2 separate regions of the Arachis hypogaea genome follow, and region 2 is linked to region 1. The links are chromatin contacts, called in public Hi-C maps. All regions are on one chromosome and are shown on one strand. The core of a region is the stretch at or near the end of the contact, and the rest is flanking DNA. Distances in the headings are between cores, read along the strand shown.

Region 1 (4,181 bases), core at 1,389-3,888:
TAGACAATAAATAAATAAATAAATAAATTTTATAATGTTTATAATTTGGTATTTAATTTTTTGACTTATTTTTTTAATAAAATTTAAATATTTAAAAATTATTTATTTATATATTTTTTAAATTAAATATTAATTTTTAATTTTTTTAATAAATTAGACACTACTTTTAACTACCATAGCAATCACCAATTATTAAACAGCAAAAGAAGATACATCTAAATGTACCCAAAAAAAAAGTATGATTTGGGAGACCAAAATACTCTTTAAAAAAAAAATAATTCTGTTAAATACATCATTAGGAACATTGCACTCCTCTTTTTTTTTTTTTTTTTTTTTTTATTCGCATGTTAATTCAACTGTCTTAAGTTAACAACTTAACATTTAATAAGGATAATACGGGGCGTATGTGCCACACCATGCATAGCACCACCTAAGAGGAAAATGTAACTTGCAGACTTCGTGTAATTTCTGCGTCATTTGATTAACAGAACAGTCAGAGTTTAATTTATAGACAGATGATTTTTAAATCTTTAACACTTATTCCCTGTATCCATTTTAAATACATTTGAGCTTAGTTGATCACTTATTTGGACAAATTTAGGTTACTTGTTAGAGAGTCTAATCCTTGACACCTAAGGCTTGACTCACAAGCTAACTTTATCGAGATATATTGATTTAAGCTGTTTCAATTATTTTAAAGACCCAACTTATTTTCGATATAATTTATGCATCGCATTCATATATAGACGTATAGTATTACATTTTAATATTTATCAAGTCAACTCATGAGCTACTAAGTCATTATTGTCAAAGATGAGCACAAGAAAATCGTCCCATCTGCATTGCTAACTATACATTCGTTAATCAAGCAGCAGAAGTTTAGCCCCCCCAGGAAAAAAGTTGAAAATTCTCAACCCAACGTTTTTTCACTCTTACATGTGGGGAATTAGATGGTATCAAATACATCTTCCATCAACAAAGCATAATTGGTTTTCTAATAGATCATGATAGGGGGAACCAGAAGTTACAAACAAGTATCTTAAAATGCTTTAGAAATCTAGAAGTAACTGAGGCAGAATAAACTCCAAATGAGAAGGTTCTATTTGAGTACTTCCCTCTGCCTCCGCAACTGCAGCAGCCCGCTGAACAGCCTCTGCATAAAAAAATGGCTTTTGTCAACATGATACACACTATATACAGTCATAACAAGCATGATTGTTTCTCTTTAAGTACGGACCTGTGACGAAAACCCGAACGAGTTCACAAGAAAGCTTTAGTGCATTGCCATTGACTGTATCAGAAAACACGGACGCGTGTGTATTTTTCAAAATGTCCAGTTTGCCATAGTAACGTAACTATAGCATGACATGATAATAGAACTTCTACCAACTAAGAATGATATAAATTGCAAATGGGTATCAGTACCAGAAGTTGGCCGACTCTTCTTGGAAGTTCCAGCTCCTGCCTGTAGCAATAAAAGACGCGCAGATTATTGACACATTCCAATAGTAAATAGCTAACATGTTATAGATTGCAGAAGTTACTTTGAAAATGAAGTTATAGGTGAATAGTTCTACATAATCTTACTATCACAAATGTGACAGAACCTAAGTAATATAGAGGGAAAAAACAAAAGGAAATGGAAACACTTGAAGCAAATATGGTCTATTCCTAAGTATATTAAGAAAGGAGCATTACATAGATCTCTCCTGAATTTAGGCGATATAACACAAGAACACAAAACTAATTTTTTTGTCATGCCTAAACTTATATGGGAATTCAGTGTCACATTTTATAAAATATAGTATAGTATACTTGTACAAAAGATAAGGTATTGTGTGTAATATTACCTAATCTAAGAAGAGATCAAGGTAATTTTTACTTAACAATAAATTAACTATGGACTTTCTGAAACCTTATATTTTGTGTTTACTAAACGGATCTCTGATCTATAAGGAAAACTAAGACAAACTTCATTGCAAACCATAGAAATGTCAAAGCCCACAGTTTCACATTATCTAAATTGAAATTCTGGTTATTAAGCTTTGTAGGTTCATGGAAAACATAGAGAAAAAGATTAGCTTAACATTTTCAATTTAGTTTCAAAGAGAATACACAAGATCAAACACGAAATTTGTGCCAGTAACAATTAAACTGTTAATTTTGTTTAGTCTAACCACAAACACAAGTCAACAAAAGGAGAACTCAGAAAATGAAAATAAAGTAAGAAACTGGAGATAATAGAGTTGCTAACCTCAGAATCCAACGCTTCGTTGGCTTCGATTCTTTCACGCTCTGCAAAACGGAAACCATGAACATTGAAGGTAATAATTCCGATAAACCAAAGAATGAAATGAAAGAAGAAGAGAGAGACCAAGGGTTCGCGCGGTCCAAACGCGCTTCAGAATGGCATGTATCAAAGGCTGCAACAAAAAAATGCAAGTAGAAACTAGAAAGTTAGGTCTTAGATGTACAATTGACAGCGATGAGAAACAGGTACTAAACGGGAAACGAAGGATTTTCGGGTTTTACACACTCAAAGGCTGCTTCCCCCATCGCAATGTGATTACAGTAATCAGATTCACTCGTATTGTTGCAGAGTTTGGAGGGATAATATAAAAAATAAAATACCGAATTTCCTGTCAAAATTTTTTAACTTTATCTCAAAAATATTAGTTTTAAAAACAGCTCAAAAACAGGCCCCTATAGCTCAGTGGTAGAGCGTCAGTCTTGTAAACTGAAGGTCTGTAGTTCGATCCTGCATGGCGGCAATTTTTATATTTTCATTTTTAAAATAAATAAAAATAATTTAAAAATTAAGAATAAAAAATATTTAGAAGGTGTTTAAAAAAATATAGTTTTTAAGAACTTATTTGTGTTAGTATTTTTTAGGATTTGTTTTGTCAGCAATATAAACTTTCAGGTACCATTTTAGTAGTTTATTCATATTTATAAATATTATTTACAAAGTAATTATTTATAAACAATGTATAAATTTATTTATTTATTTTTTAATAGTATTTAATTTAAAATAAAGATAAAAATTTATATTCAAAGTATTTTTTATTTTTATGCATAATTTTAGTGATACAAAATATTTTATTTTTTAATTTTATATATTCAATTTATTAAATTATTTTTAATTTTAAATGATATAAGTTACTTTTTTAAGAAAATTAAAATAAAAAAGATAAAGAGACTCCCGAAAAAGGATAATATTAAGTTTCATATTCTTATGTATGAGAATATTATAGTTCATTATATTATATATTATTTTTGCATTACAGAACAAAAAAAATAGAATTCTATATTTTTTTGTTATTTATTTTATTTTATTTTAGTTGTCTAAATTAGTTTATATATTGTCAACTCATTTTTTATTATTTATGCAATATTTTTTCTTTTCTAATAGTTGTCTATTAATAAATGTTGAATAACAATTTTGTTTATTATATTTTAATATATTTATTTTAATTACACTCAATAAATTGCTCACATACAAATTTGTTTTCTTGAACCATTTTTTTATCATATGATTAGAATTGTTTAAACATGAGGCAATGATCCTAAAATTTTTGAAGTAAAAAAAAAAAATACAATAAAATAAACTTAAAACTTAAAATAAAATAGTTTAAAAAATAGAAGATATATGAAAAAAAACAATCAACTAAAATTTATATTGCCCATGAGATAGAAGAAAAAAGAGAAGGAAATAATTATGAAGATTGAAACAATAAAAAATATATAACACAAAGTTTAGATATTTATTGGGTTGTCAAGTTATTTAAAAAATTAATTAATAAATATTTTTATGTTGTCATATTTTCAATGTTATATATCAATTTATTAACCATTAAAAAATAATATTATTCAATATAAAATAGGTTAAAAAATAAAAAAGAAATTAACAAAATATACATGGGATTTTTCATTCTACTATTGGTAGGTACAAATTTTTTGACGCTCTTTATATGTCAATTAAATAATCAGTAATATATGCTAAAATGAATAATATTAAATTAATTATTTTTTGCAATATAATATATTTATTTTAATTTAATTATAAATAAATTTGTATGTATTTAAATCTCAAATTTAGTATTCTACATAATTAATAGTTTAAAAAATTAACATTTTAATGTTTCATCAAATTATTAGTAGGGTAGATTTAACTCCAAACT
Region 2 (3,679 bases), core at 5-2,504, 390 kb after region 1:
GTAATATACCTTTTATAAAACAAACTCCCATCTACTTCGGTCGGATATCTGTAGTAAATTTTTTCATCCTTTTTGCCTCTTGATGCCCGACGGAATACACTATCAAATTCTTCAAAGCTGTTAGACTGTCGACTTCCGGTGTCATATAGATAATTATCGGTTGCTCCGATCTAAAAATGATAAAACCTTCTTCGTCATACACTATTTCACCATCGTAATGAATGGATAACAATGAATTTCTTGATATCGTAGAGAAAATGTCTACAGTAAGAGAAAGAAAATGAACAAGGATATTGTGCTTTTCTGATTTACTCTCCAACCGGCATATACGATGAACTTGCCCTTATTACAAAAAAAATCGTATTCTAAAAAATAAAGTTAAAATATTTTGTTTGGAAAAATAAATAAATTTTTATTTTATTTAAGAAAAAATCCAATGTTATGGATAATGGGTAAAATCAATTAAAAACAACAATAGTTAATAATACATGTATTGACAAATAAGATCTACTTAGATATATTAAATAAAAGTAGAAAAATTGAAAATATCAATTTTCAACAAAACATGTATTAAAAATATGAATAAAATAAAAAATATAAAAATTCAAAAAAAAAATAAAAAAGTTACCAAATCAGAAGTCAAAGACTGAATTTTAAAATATAACTATTGATTGATTACATTATTCATTTTCTCAAAAAAAAGTTCTTTTATTTTTAGAAATTCAATAAATATTGAGTTCTCGTTGGTTAGAGAAATTTTTTTTTCATATTTGAATATTTTTATCAACACTTATATTTTTCAAAAATATTTTTATGGTTTCAGAAAATAAATTAAACTTCTGCAATGAAGGTCATTAATAAATTATTCTTACTATCGTCGTGGTCGTCGTCGATCATTTGGTCCTATTCATCTAGGAAATCATTTTTTTTTGTCTAAGTGGATTGGATGGTCCTATTCATTTAGGAAATCATTCATTTTTTTTTGTCTAAGTGGATTGGATAGCTTCCAATCCTAAACATTACACCTATATATTACACACTCACACAATCTACTCACACACTACATGAGAGTACACACAAATAATTCAATATTCTTCCACTAAGATTTGAACCCGGTACAACTCAATGGGAGGCAAATAAAATTGCCATTTGACCCAGGCCTCGACTGCCCACGGAATCATTTTAAAAAACATGCATGATCCTATCTGTTGTTTTTGGTTATATGCATTCATTAAGTGCTCTTAAGACCCTTGAGTTAAAAAAAAAAATGTGAAGGCTTAGGGGTGTAGTAGCTCTAGTGCTACTGTTGTGGGCCTAGTAGGCCTTGGGTGATGTTCAATATTGTTCATCCTACAATATTCGCACTATTCCGAAAATGCCCTTCCATTAGGACCCTGGACTACAATTTCTTTCACGTCTCTGTTCTAAAATGTAAAATCCTTCGTGGTCACCATCTGAAAGACTGAAACTATTATATAACCATTTTAACAACCCCAAAATTGTAAAATTCCTGCCTCGTATTAATATTTTCTTGATCCTAACAGAAAGTGGTGATTGGCTAATTTGGCGTTTGGATTTTTTCCCAGCAATGGCAAAAACTTGCAAGTCGCAAGAAGAAATCGCGAACGATGCGATCAAGAACGCTTTGAAGGCTCTACGGAAGCGGCATTTGCTCGAAGAAGCCGCTCATCGCCCCGCTTTTGAAGCTCTCTCAAGACCCATCGCTTCCCAGGTCCCTCTTCCCCTTTCTCAAATTACTCACTTTAAACAATTTTATTATTAATGCTTATATTAGGGATTCTTGAATTGGTCATAGAGTGAATTGCAATTTCGAATTTCCTATCCCTAGTTATATTTTACATATTGTTCAGTAACAGCTCTGAAAAGTTGTTGACTTTTGATAATTCACAATTATAAGCACAGCATTTGTCTGTTAATTTTGTTGCTTGGATTGTGTCCTGTGTGCGTTTAATTGTTTGAGTGATTTTGTGAAGTTGAATTTGGTTATGTATTTGTTTGTGTGCCTTTTGAAGGGTTCTGAGTGGAAAGAGAAAGCAGAGAGTCTTCAGTTAGAACTTCAGCAATGCTACAAAGCTCAGTCTCGGCTGTCCGAGCAGCTTGTTGTCGAAGTAGCCGAGTCTAGAGCTTTGAAAGCTTCGGTCCAGGTGAAAGAAACTGCAATTGCCGAAATGCAAAAGGAGTTGACCGAAGTGAGGTTGCGCGCGATATTTCTTCCTTGTTTTAACAGCCATTGATACCTTATTTTCTTCTTATAAGTTGTGCTGTTGTAGAAATTGATCACTGCTTAACTTTGCAGGGAAGAGCGCTCTCAATTAAAGTTGGACTTGGAACAAAAGATTAAGGCTCTTGAATTGGTTATGAGTGAGAATTCGGAACTCAAAGCACAACTAGAGCAGATGACTACCAAAGCCAACAAAGCCGAAGCTGAAAATAAGATGTTGATTGATCGTTGGATGTTAGAAAAGATGAAGGATGCTGAACGCCTCAATGAGGTACAATACAATATCTTCCTATTCGTCATATGTACTTTATGGCATTAGATATTCAGTATTGCTGTACACACTCTATGAGGATGAATATGACTTTGGCATGACCTGATACTCAAGATTATACTATGTCATGATGTCACACTGTCAAATTTGTGCTAAATGTCATGTATACATTGCATGTACTTTTTAACTTACTTTCCAATTGCTTGAAATTTGAACCTCTTCCAGTAGTTTATTTTCTTTTAAAGGAGTTAAAATGTATAGAAATCAAATTAATTCTGGTTGCTCTATGATTCTAAGTCCTTGCTTTTTGTCAATTCAGCTAATAATATATTACTGTATGTAGGCTAATGCGCTGTATGAAGACATGGTTCAGCGGCTAAAAGCCAGTGGTTTAGAACAACTTGCTAGGCAGCAGGTGGATGGCATAGTTCGTCGAAGCGAAGAAGGTGCTGAATTCTTTTTAGAGTCGAATATCCCTTCCACATGTAAATACAGGCTCAATGCACATGAAGGTGGTTGTGCTGCCATATTGTTTGAGTATAATTCTAGTAGATTGATCACTGGGGGACAGGATAGGTCTGTTAAAGTGTGGGATACAAATACAGGAACTGTAAGTTCTAATCTTCATGGCTGCCTTTGTTCTGTGTTAGATCTCACTATCACCCATGATAATCGATCTGTCATTGCTGCAAGCAGCTCAAACAACTTGTATGTTTGGGATCTCAATTCAGGCCGAGTCCGTCATACCCTTACTGGCCACACCGAAAAAGTTTGTGCTGTTGATGTTAGCAAGGTTTCAAGTCGTCATGTTGTCAGTGCGGCTTATGATCGTACTATAAAAGTTTGGGACTTGATGAAAGGCTACTGCACTAACACAATCATTTTCCACAGCAACTGCAATGCTCTTTCCTTCAGCATGGATGGGCAGACCATATTTTCTGGACATGTTGATGGTAATCTTCGGCTATGGGACATTCAGACCGGCAAGCTACTTAGTGAGGTTGCTGCACATTCACTTGCTGTCACATCAATATCCCTTTCTAGAAATGGAAATGTTGTATTGACCAGTGGAAGGGATAACTTGCATAATTTGTTTGATGTGCGATCATTGGAAGTTTGCGGCACTCTGAGAGCCTCAGGTAACAGAGTGGCTTCTAATTGGAGTC

The links. A called contact is a pair of places that touch in the nucleus more often than the background predicts.
Region 2: a contact with region 1 is called in a Hi-C map of an unstated tissue, with 5 times the contacts expected there. The contact joins the promoter of LOC112804105 here to the promoter of LOC112804079 in region 1. A contact is called at or near these places in 3 of 8 Hi-C or Micro-C datasets (leaf and an unstated tissue).

Annotation. Positions count from the first base shown.
Region 1 is chr1:52,926,955-52,931,135 of arahy.Tifrunner.gnm2.J5K5, forward strand. It overlaps LOC112804079 (protein MHF2 homolog), which reads right to left and starts at 2,639. Exons shown (of 6, transcript XM_025847512.2): 1 at 2,533-2,639; 2 at 2,375-2,423; 3 at 2,255-2,295; 4 at 1,426-1,465; 5 at 1,238-1,291; 6 at 770-1,153. The coding sequence starts at 2,556. The coding sequence ends at 1,050. It overlaps TRNAT-UGU (transfer RNA threonine (anticodon UGU)), which reads left to right and starts at 2,700; the gene lies at 2,700-2,771.
Region 2 is chr1:53,317,391-53,321,069 of arahy.Tifrunner.gnm2.J5K5, forward strand. LOC112804105 (autophagy-related protein 16) reads left to right here and starts at 1,255. Exons shown (of 5, transcript XR_003818642.2): 1 at 1,255-1,732; 2 at 2,034-2,215; 3 at 2,318-2,513; 4 at 2,857-3,679.